Regions from separate parts of the Pan troglodytes genome. Here region 1 is linked to region 2. The links are chromatin contacts, called in public Hi-C maps. All regions are on one chromosome and are shown on one strand. The core of a region is the stretch at or near the end of the contact, and the rest is flanking DNA. Distances in the headings are between cores, read along the strand shown.

What was found. A called contact is a pair of places that touch in the nucleus more often than the background predicts.
Region 1: a Hi-C map of stem cell-derived neural progenitor cells shows a contact between it and region 2, with 2.7 times the contacts expected there. The contact joins two enhancer-like sites. A contact is called at or near these places in 1 of 7 Hi-C or Micro-C datasets (stem cell-derived neural progenitor cells) and 1 of 1 other capture datasets (stem cell-derived neural stem cells).

Annotation. Positions count from the first base shown.
Region 1 is chr4:114,521,597-114,527,033 of NHGRI_mPanTro3-v2.0_pri, reverse strand. It overlaps LOC104006526 (a long non-coding RNA gene), which reads right to left. Exons shown (of 3, transcript XR_001717861.4): 3 at 5,094-5,437. Among named protein-coding and RNA genes, the nearest start is that of SEMA6A, 240 kb to the right of the region's middle. Within about 2 kb of position 2,528, at least 4 of the 24 cell types and tissues checked have an H3K27ac peak or open chromatin away from gene starts, as enhancers often do. A contact at or near this core is called in stem cell-derived neural progenitor cells, where this site is marked.
Region 2 is chr4:114,357,673-114,362,845 of NHGRI_mPanTro3-v2.0_pri, reverse strand. No RefSeq gene overlaps it. Among named protein-coding and RNA genes, the nearest start is that of SEMA6A, 77 kb to the right of the region's middle. Within about 2 kb of position 2,670, at least 17 of the 24 cell types and tissues checked have an H3K27ac peak or open chromatin away from gene starts, as enhancers often do. A contact at or near this core is called in stem cell-derived neural progenitor cells, where this site is marked.

The DNA.
Region 1 (5,437 bases), core at 1,279-3,778, 160 kb before region 2:
AACTCCTTTATATTTTTAGTTGTGCTAAACATCCTAGAACAGTGACAATGTCTCTGCCTTTGCCCAGTATGGATTTACTAACAGGCAAAAATCCTGTATGGATTTACTCTGAATACTATAAGACTCTGGGTCCCATGCAAGTCTGCTCTTCCAAGTCTGGTTCAAATTGTCTGCTCTTACCATATTCTGGTTTGTTTGTTTTTTTTTTTTAGTGTACATGTAAATGCCATTTATTTATTTATTTGTTTGTTTGTTTATTGGAAAGCATTTTACTCTGTTGCCCAGGTTAGAGTTCAGTGGCACGAAGATGACTCACTGCAGCCTCAATCTCTTGGGGTCAAGCCATCCTTCCTGTGCAGTCTCCCAAGTAATTGGGACCACAGGCACGCGCCACCATGCCTGGCTAATTTTTGTATTTTTTGTAGAGATGAGGGTCTCATCATGTTGCCCAGGCTGGTCTCAAACTCCTGGGCTCAAGCAGTCTTCCCACTTTGGCCTCCCAAAGTGCTGGGATTACAGATATGAGCCACTACAACAGGACTATTCTGTTCTTTTCGTAGATATTTTGGGATTAATGTAACCTTCCGTTTTTATCATTTGTCACTGACTGTAGGTCATTTACATTTAAAAAGTGTCTACATTGCCTCTAACAGGCCCTGACTACCACATTTTTGATGCTGAATTGTAGAAAATGGCTTAAACAATAACTCAGTATGTCTGATCTTAACATAATCAGACGAGATCGGGCGCATTCAGGGTGGTATGGCCGTAGACCATAATCAGAACTTTGTTGGATCACAGGTGGTTATATTTGCCTGCAGCTCAATTGGTCTGAATACAATGTAATATTGTATATTCATAAGAATGCAAGTAGTGGTAACTGCATTTTCAGTGAAGTTTAATAAATGTTTTATAGTTTACATAGTACATAATACATGTTATTTACTGCAAGTAAATAGCTAATAAGGTTTTATCTAACAGGTGTTTTAGAAAAAGATAACCCAAAACATAATTCCTCTCTCATAATAAAAGGATGAACATGCTCTTGTGTGTGTGTATGGTTTATCGAACTGAACTTCTGTAAGTAAAATGTTAGACCTAGAAAATGTGCATTGTGGTGTATTCCCAGTTTTTGCATGTTTGGTTGCAAGTGTTTGAACTTCCAACTTATGTGAAATCAAAAGTAAACTGAGATTCAGGCAAATTGTAATTTTATCTCTGAGATTTCCTGATAAGGTAGTATGTGGAAGATAATCGAGTAATGATTGAAAGACTCAGGACGGGTGGAAAACAAGGGCGGGGATGGCAAAGCCATGGTATACCAATCATCATTAGACCTTCTCTTTCCTTGTAATCAGAACCACCACTCAAAGTCCTTTATAAAATGCCTGCAGGTAGTCTCTACCAACTGACCAAATGTGGCACTCAAAATGAAACCTATTTGCCACCCTGCCTAATTGCATTTAATGACATACTTATTCCACAAAAGACTGGAGGATCAGAAGAGGAAAGGTCGTGTTACCAAGAGACATAAACAGGCCAGGTGCTGTGGCTCATGCCTGTAATTCCAACAATTTAGTAGGCCAAGGTGGGCAGATGGCTTCAGCTCAGGAATTCGAGACCAGCCTGGGCAACATGGCAAAACCCCGTCTACAAAATATACAAAAGTTGTTGAGGTGTAGTGGCGCACACCTGTAGTCCCAGCTACTCAGGAGGCTGAGATGCCAGGAATGATTGCTCCCAGGAGTTCGAGGCTGCAGTGAGCTACTATTGCACCACTGCCCTCCAGCCCAGAGCAAGACCCTGTCTAAAAAAGAAAAAAAAAAAAAAAAACACAGAAAAAAAGAAAAGTGAACAATGTTGTGTCTTCCATCCCACTTTTGGGGACTTACATTTTTGGAGGCCAGCATTTTATTTATTTATTTTGAAACGGAGTTTTGCTCTTGTTGCCCAGGCTGAAGTGCAATGGCATGATCTCGGCTCAATGCAACCTCTGCCTCCCAGGTTCAAGCGATTCTCTTGCCTCAGCCTCCCAAGTAGCTGGGATTACAGGCATAAGCCACCATGTCCGGCTAATTTTGTATTTTTAGTAGAGACGGGGTTTCTCCATGTTGGTCAGGCTGGTCTTGAACTCCCAACCTCAGGTGATCCGCCCACCTCGGCCTCCCAAAGTGCTGGGATTACAGGCATGAGCCACCGCACCCTGCAAGGCTGGCATTTTAAAGGCCTAGAGAAGTCCTGCAATAAGGAAGCTTGTTTTCCTTAGTTAACCCAGCATTTCTCATTTATTTTAAAAAATAAAAGAAAATCCTTAAAACATACTTTGCACAACACTTAGAATCTCCTATCCTACTCATTTGAGGCCAGTCTGTACACACAGCCCCTCTGTGGGGTGGTTTTAGAATGAGAATACCACGGTATGCTCTTTTCCTCCCACATTCAACAAGCAGTTTCCTAGAACTCCCAAAGTCCTCCTGAGATTTTTGCATACAAGAGCAAATGTCTAGAAGCTGAGCAGCAGCTGGTGGGCACTATACAGCAGCAGCCATACAGCCTCAGCCGATTGACTTCCTGCCCTGTGAGTACAGAGGGGCTCTTTGTGCTGAGTTGTTACATACATGGCATATATTTTACTTACTCTGAATATTTAAGTGGCTCTGTTTGTTTTTGAATTGTCAATCAAATATGTTAAAATTATATTCAAATATGCCAAAGCCATAATAATCTAAATGAAATCAGATAAATTGCAAGTTGAATAAGTGAAAATTAAAGAATAATTAAATCATACTTTTCTGCCTGTTAAAGATCTCAAAGTTCTAATCCTCTCTTTGTACAAGTAAGACAATGAAGGACCAAAGAAATGAAATAACTGTCCAAAGAAATTGATTTGATTGTTTTTAAGGACCAAGAATAATGCAAACTTGATGATGACAAATTATTACCACATAGAAAGAGTTTTCAATACATTAAATATTAGATTAAAGGGGCATTGACTTTGGCAAAAATCTTAAAATGATTGCTTATATGGGTTAAACAACTCTCCTTAAAATATATTTATTCTAATTACATCTTACTACTGCATTCTCTTTATCTCTCTCCCTAAGAGAGATACATACATATATAGGTATGTAAAATCTAGGTACATATATACCTATAAAGACAGGCCTTTGGATGTTCAGCACCTTAATTTCTTTTCAAATAACCTATCCTATTCGTCTCTCATGGAATACATATGTTCACCCAGATGATGGGTATGCTTTATGATAATAGAACTATAGAATGATTAGATAGATAGATTTGTCAATTATAAATAATAATGCTCAGGAATTATTTAAACCTTTCTTAAATTTCAGCCGTTACATGGGTTCTTGCTTTTATAATTTCCACACAGTTATAAAATCCCCAGTATTGCCTGTGAAAATATCAAGGCTGTGACCTCATTGCAACAGTAACACAGAAGCTAAAACAGCAGGTTGCAAAGCAAACCTTATCTTAAGTTTTTACACATTTCATTCAAACCTATGGTGGTTCTGGGTTGGAGAGTGAAAAGGCATCAGAAGGTCAGGTTTTCGAGGATCAAACTTTCTATTGTTCTTTGAATCAGAGATTGCATGTGAGCGTAGAGCTTTGCATAAGAATTAGTCCTCTTCCTTGTACCAAGTCAGCTATTTTCAGCTCAGCCTAGCAATTTTCGATTTCTTGGTTTGTAACTATGGCAATAAGATTAAATGGCATTCAGTAAAATTCATTTTACAAATTAGCTTGGGAGGGTGTCCATGACTGTGATGAAGGAGCAATACAGAAATACTAGGAATCGAGAGGGAAATTAAATCGGGTTTTGTAATATTCTTCAAAATAATCCTCAAAATCATCTACTGCCAGATGGCAGTTTGTGAGTGATGTATAGTGACTTGAAATAAAAACAATCAGATAACGGCTTGATAAATTCCTTGGCTCTGCATAAGCCACCACACCTCTCCACTTGCCTCCCGCCATCATACAGTGTCCTTTGTCTGGGAGTGCCTGAGTGTCTGTAGCCTTGCCAGAGTCTTTGATCTGGGAGTTTTTATACTAAATAACAGTCAAATCAATTTCAAACACCTTCATTACAGTACACAGCTCATTATGTTCTAGAGAAATGTTTAGCTCCAAGCCCCAGGCCACATTATAATGAGTACAGGAGTGCACACTAGTGTATACACACTCTACAGTACAGCTCCATATTTCCAGGCGATGGGGAGATCACCACAGGTCTCAGTAAAAAGCAGGCATTCGCTTGCGGCCTTTAAAGGTGCTTTCCTGAAGTTTTAAACCATTTGCCATAAAACATAGTTTTAATCTTGTTACGCTGTTAATGTTTTTCTTTTTCATCTACAGCCTTTTTCAAAAGAAAAATGCATATACAGACATAGGAAAGAAGGAGGTAGATAAATATTTTTTTCAAATTCTTAATGAGTGAATGTGTGTGTGTGTGTGTGTGTGTGTAGACAACTTCTTTTAAATAACGATATAAAAGAATTACTTTGGGGGCGGATTTCCATTATTCCCATTGTTGGTTTAGGCAGAAACTCAAGAGCCTCATTAAGGCAATAGTTTTATTTATACTTGATTTGCCCTTCTTACTTTGGGAAGGCAGGAAAATGAACAGAACCTCTCATGATCCCATTCTGCTCTCTAATCTTTTTGCTCTTTCAATGTCCAAGTGACCATCCATGAAATTTTTGACATTACACTTGAAATAAATGTGACACAATGTTGGCTGCCAGTGTTTTTTTCTCTCTGATTTAATTATAAATTCTTGCTAAAAGCCAGTAACAGGGAAATTACTTCACTAGACACATAAGACATTATCAAAATTACTTCTGTTTCTCTGTTATTAGAAATATAAGCTAGTGGAGTAGAAATCCTTTTTGCTGTCACAATTGATTATCATAAACTAATTGTTTATAACTCTAGATGGAAACAAGTGCACACTGGCATATAAATAATCATAACTTGTTCTTCTTGCCATCAAGGCATAGCCTGTTGGTATCTGAGAAAACACTAGTGTAGCAGAGGAATTGCAAAGCTTTTTTTTTTTTTTTTTTAATGAAAGCATTGTTACAAAGATAAAACATTTTTTTATGCCACATAAGAGAGTGATAACAATTTTCATGTTGACCTTGAAACTCTACTTGAGAACAGGATTCAGCAGTATTTTTAGTTAGCCATGAATATCTTAGAGGTATCTCTGGGAAGAAAATACTCCTTATGTAAAAGAAGCATTTGAACCATCAGTTATAATGCAGTATGACAGTCAAGGTCTGGCACAAGGGCCTAGATTACTAAAAGCAGTATACTATCTGCATAATCCAGGGTCGGCAAATGGAGATGAAATTGGCCAAACAAAAATCTGAAATCAAGACTTTTCCTTCAGTTCATGTCATTAGAAGCCTTG
Region 2 (5,173 bases), core at 1,421-3,920:
TTTAATTCTATGATTCTTTCCCCCTATTGACAATGGCATTCGGTGGGTTGGGAAGAGGAAGGATTAGAATATTTCAATTAGAACCCCTGCAGCTCTTTAGGAATACTACCAGAATTTTGCCACTAATTGAAGAAATAGATAACACGTGTCTTTGCTTCAGCAGCTCTTATTTCCTTAATAGACATTTTTTTCAGCAACTTTAAGAAATGTTTCCCTTTGAAATACAACATCACATAATGGGCCCCATCTGGAATGGCAACTTTGCACACAAGCTAAGAAATTAGAAAAACAAAACCTCATTTTTTTGTCTTTGTCTAGGGTGAATAATTGCAATTAGCTACTACAATATCTATATATGTTACTATGTTTAAAAAAAAAAATGAACAAAGCTTTTCAGTGACTAGGTGCCCAAAATCATAAAAGGCTGATATCCAAGAAAAAAAATCTGGTGAATTTTCTTTATTCAAACTGTGTTTTGGTTTTTATTCAGTTCTATATTACCTTCATTTCTCAGAGCTGGGCTTTTTTTTTTTTTTTAACATTCATTTAGAATAACATCAGAATCTTCTAATCTCCTTCTTCAAATTTGAAAAAATACCAAAAAATAAGAGTTTTTCTTTAAGTCAAAAAACATGAAGAAGTTCATGGGGAAAAAGTGGCCACTGTATTCTAGTGTAGGGGTAAATGAAGACTGAAGGAAGTAGAATTCAAGAGCTCGGGACAGGACAATGTTAAACTGCAATTGCTGAATCTTTTTATTCAGTAACACTTTCTGAGGTCTGTACTCAAAGAAACATTGAGAATTACATGCATAAATTAAACAAGGTTCTGTAATTGGAGAAAACCAAAGCCTTGTAAAGGAAAGTTAGGGACCAAAGATTTGGAAATCAATATATGATGAGGTGAACATTATATTGAAAACCACACTGAGGTGGGGTTTCTAGTCATGTGTGGAAACCAGCCCCATGATTTAAATTATGTCAGTGGGATAAAAGACTAGGTGGGTTCATTGAAATCCTGCATTCCAGCTTTGGCAAGTATTTATGGTTAGGATTGTGTTAGTTGCCACATTAACAATTTTGTGTTTGCCTTGCTCTCTCTCTGCCATCAACAGTACAATCAGTGGGATCAACCCTGAAGAGCTCTGTTTCAGTCTGAGGCATTCAGTTCACCCCTTTCCTTTAGTTCTATTTTATGACATGATTCTAAATCAACAGTTTTTCACCCCTGTTTCGAGAGGGTTTTCTCCCCAGAAATTAAGGAAAGGTATGTTACATAGCAAATGAAAAAGAGAGAAGGCTGATTCTAATTAAAAGCAGAACATGAAATTGACTTGAAAGCATTAGGTTATGAATTTTCCCTATCATTATATCTTAAGTCCTTTATAAACCCAATCATCATCTATGACAGCTAAAATAAGAAGTCTTCTTATTCCTTCCAGCTTTTCTATAGTCTTAGGAATTGCTGCCGGCTGAAATGTAAATCCTACTATGATGGCTGTACATAGAAATAGAAAGTGTCTTCCAAGATAAAACAATGAGTGCTAAACACAACGAGCATAAAAAGAAAACTATTGGTATTTTCAGAACTCAAAGGACTATATGCCTTTTGAAGATACACTTTGGACACAAAAAAATCACTACAACAGAAATATCTGCTATTCCATCTACCTCTGTAAACATATGTTTTGAGCCTATGGATGCTGCTTATTTCATTAAATCACTATGAATCTGGGATTAAAATCATCATGCTATTACATTGCAATGCCTTTTCTAAAGCACAATATTCCCCATAAGTGTTTACTTTCATTCCTTTTTCTAGTCCTCTATCCTATTCCCCTTTCTATGGCAATTATCCATGACAATAAGAATTGCCTAATGGTGTCATTTTGTAATCCAGGAACACAGGTGCTCATATGAAAGTTTCACAATAAACTTTGGGAGATGAGATCAGAGACTCAAACGTACTACTGTCTCATTGAACAACAGCTATAAGAAATAATGCAACAACTCCCCTGCAGACGGAAAGGCTTAACAAGTAGAAATTCCTACGTTTGTGTGTGGTTGGTATCCTGCAAGCACTTTTTTTAGCGAACAGACTTCACAGCCCAAAATAATATCCCTTTCCCCCAGACAAATGGTAGATCCCAAGAGATTTCTTTGGAGCACAAACCCTGCTCAGAGTGACAGGCAAAGTCACTGAAACTAAAGTCCCCCATTTAAGAGAGGTGATCCCAAGTGAAACTAATGTTTCAGAATTAATCTTTCAGGAAAGGTAAAGCTAGAATCTCTGTAATTAACATTTTGCAAATGTTTCCTTGGAAAAGGGAAAGAAAATAGATAAACAGTCTACAAATTTTCATAACAATAGAAGGGTAAAGTTCTGATGTTGACCCACCCACCACATAAACAACTGACAAAAAGGCACTATTAGCAAGCTCCTCTCAGAGCTGATTAAAGGGACTCCACGCTTTTCCTAAAATCTCCATGTTATGACACACTCTCTGGCAAACCCTGGACCCTGTTATTACTCTCCTCAGTTCAGCAACACTCAGAAACCTCGGTCCCCAGGGACGTTGTCATGTTTCACAAAGGCCGCATTGTGTCTCTAATGCCGACTCTCTCCGCGGTTCATTTTGCATGCTCTGCATGCGCATGTTTGATTTTCAGAACATGACTCATGCCTTTTAAGTTACTCCCCAGACTTACAAATGGAGGAAAGGAGTGATGGGTTGGCTGATTGGAAGTGAAAGAAGGTGTCCTTTCCCTGGACAGTCTGACTTTTTAAAGAATGCATTAAGTGACTTCCTGGCTCACCAGGATCAATGTGATGTGACATTTGAGAAGGGACAGCAATAGTGGGTGTTCCCCTTACATTATTTTTACACAGTTCATCTTTTTTTTTTTTTTTTTTTACTGACAGGAATAAACCCCCCTCCCCTCCTTCTCTCAGTAGAATAACAGAGCAACATAGAGCTCAGCCAGATTTTCAAAACGATTGTGTTTAAACCTCAAGATTTCAGTGAGTGACCCATTTAAAGTTACTGTTAAACAGTATTGAATATGATTTTGTAATCTGTGTTCAGTCCTGATGGGCTGCAGGATTTGGGTAATATGTAATTATTTCACACTTGTGGAAGGAGGCAAAGACAATTTATTGTCTAGATTCACTTGGGAAGCCTCCTTCAGTTTTTGAAAGAGCATCCCTGGAACAGAAGTAGCCCCACCCACCACTCAGGGATTGGGAGGGTTGTTCTGCTTGAGACAGGGAAAGGAAACCAGTTATTGGCTTCTAAAATGGGGATATGGGATGTGGGATTAGGAATGTGGGGCGTGGGGAGAAGTGAGGAGTAACAGGGAGAAGAGCAGGTGCTTGGAGAAAGGCTCTCAATACCCCCTGGAAAGGGTGATCAACAGACATTTCAGCATGGATTGTACCTCCTGAACTGATCAGTGTTGCCACATAAACCTCACTGTTGCTGTGTAAATTCAATCCCACCTGCACATCCACTTAACTCCTATTCATTCCAGAAAAATCTACTGGTATATTTGGGACGGATTATGTTGATTGTTGAAATCAAAACCTGAGCTTCTCTGTGTTGTCCATGTTATGCAGCAGAGGCTGCTGCCTACAAGAAATGGAAATCCAAGGACAGAAACCATAAAAGCTGGCATAACCACTAGACACCTGGGGAAACTGCAGAAATTTTGGAAAGACTTAGGGGTGCTATGCCTGCTGCAGAGTTGGGGCTTAAGATAATCTGACCCAGATCTATAGGCGCAGAGAAGTTGCCACTACATCTGGATTATACTTTTCCCCTCTGTCAACATTTACATGTTTCCTATGTGTATGTCTTACATACCTGTGGATATGCAAATGTGTATGTATATGTGTGAGAGAAACTTTGGGGTAGTAACTGGCCCCAAATAGCAGCTCACTGAACTTTTTCCATTCTTCTGTTTCTCTGACTAAGAGAGTGGCTAGTTTTAGACAAATCTGCTAAAACCTTGAGTGAAAACCCTGAGTGAAAACCCTGGGGCCTGCAGAGAGAATTTGTTCTGTCATTGACAGCTCAAACGATCCTGGGGTGGAGTGCTCTGACATCATTGTAATCATAATGCTCTTCGTTCTTTTATTATTTTGACTTATATTTTTATACTGTTCAAAAAAACTTTTACATCTATTATGTCATCTCATGCTAACGACACCCCCGTGAGGTGGAAGGAAAGGTTATTATTATAATTCAGCTACTCTCCTGTCAACAGAGCCATGACTGAAGCCCCAAGGCCCACAGCAGGGAAGGCAGCCTAGTGGCTTCATGGCTCTCCCGGAAAGGTCCTCCAAGGCTGACGCCATGACCAGGTTTCGCGGGTAGCCAAAGGAAAGAGTCACAAAAAGGGCCGCCTGCCCAGTTGGGCATATGCCAACAGCTCTGTCTGGCAGGAGTGGCATGGGACAGGGATGAGAACTGTTCTCCTTTCTTTCTTGTTTTGAGTCTATTACAGCACACAGGGTTTGAGGCATTAGAGGGGCTGGCATGAGTCTTTACCCTCTTCATCCAATCTGGGAGATGATAACGCAACAGGATAGGATGGGAAAGAACTATCCTCGTTTTTTGTTTAGAGCTCTTTCTTTGGCAAAGCAGCAAGAAAACAAAAATTTCTATGTTTGAAGAAAAAATGTTTTTTTTTAAATATTTTTTTCCTCCTCTAAGCCAGCGACGGCCAAGTTTATAGGTGCTAAATGGCCATAAAATGACCAGGTAAGTCACTTTATCTTCTTCAATGATTTCTATGTTCATGGCACGAGGTAAAAATAAATATGTATAGTGATCAGCCTGGTATCTGGTACATAGTATAAGTTCATTAAGTCTAATCTATTATTATAATTATATGCATAAGATATGCAACAGAGACATCAGTTGGCATGTCTCTTGAAAAGGCTACATCTGCCATATGGTACTTCAGATTCATAGGGATAGGTAGATAAGTTTTAAATAAGCAAGACAAGTGTCTGCTCCAGGGGCTGGAGTGAGCCAAGCTTGAATGGGGAGGCCAACACCTACAACAATACTATCAGCCTTTTGTGACCAATCACTGCAAACGTACCTGCAATCAGAAGACCCCCTTTTCCAAAGCAGAAACTACCTTAACCTATTCTCATAAAATAGCTC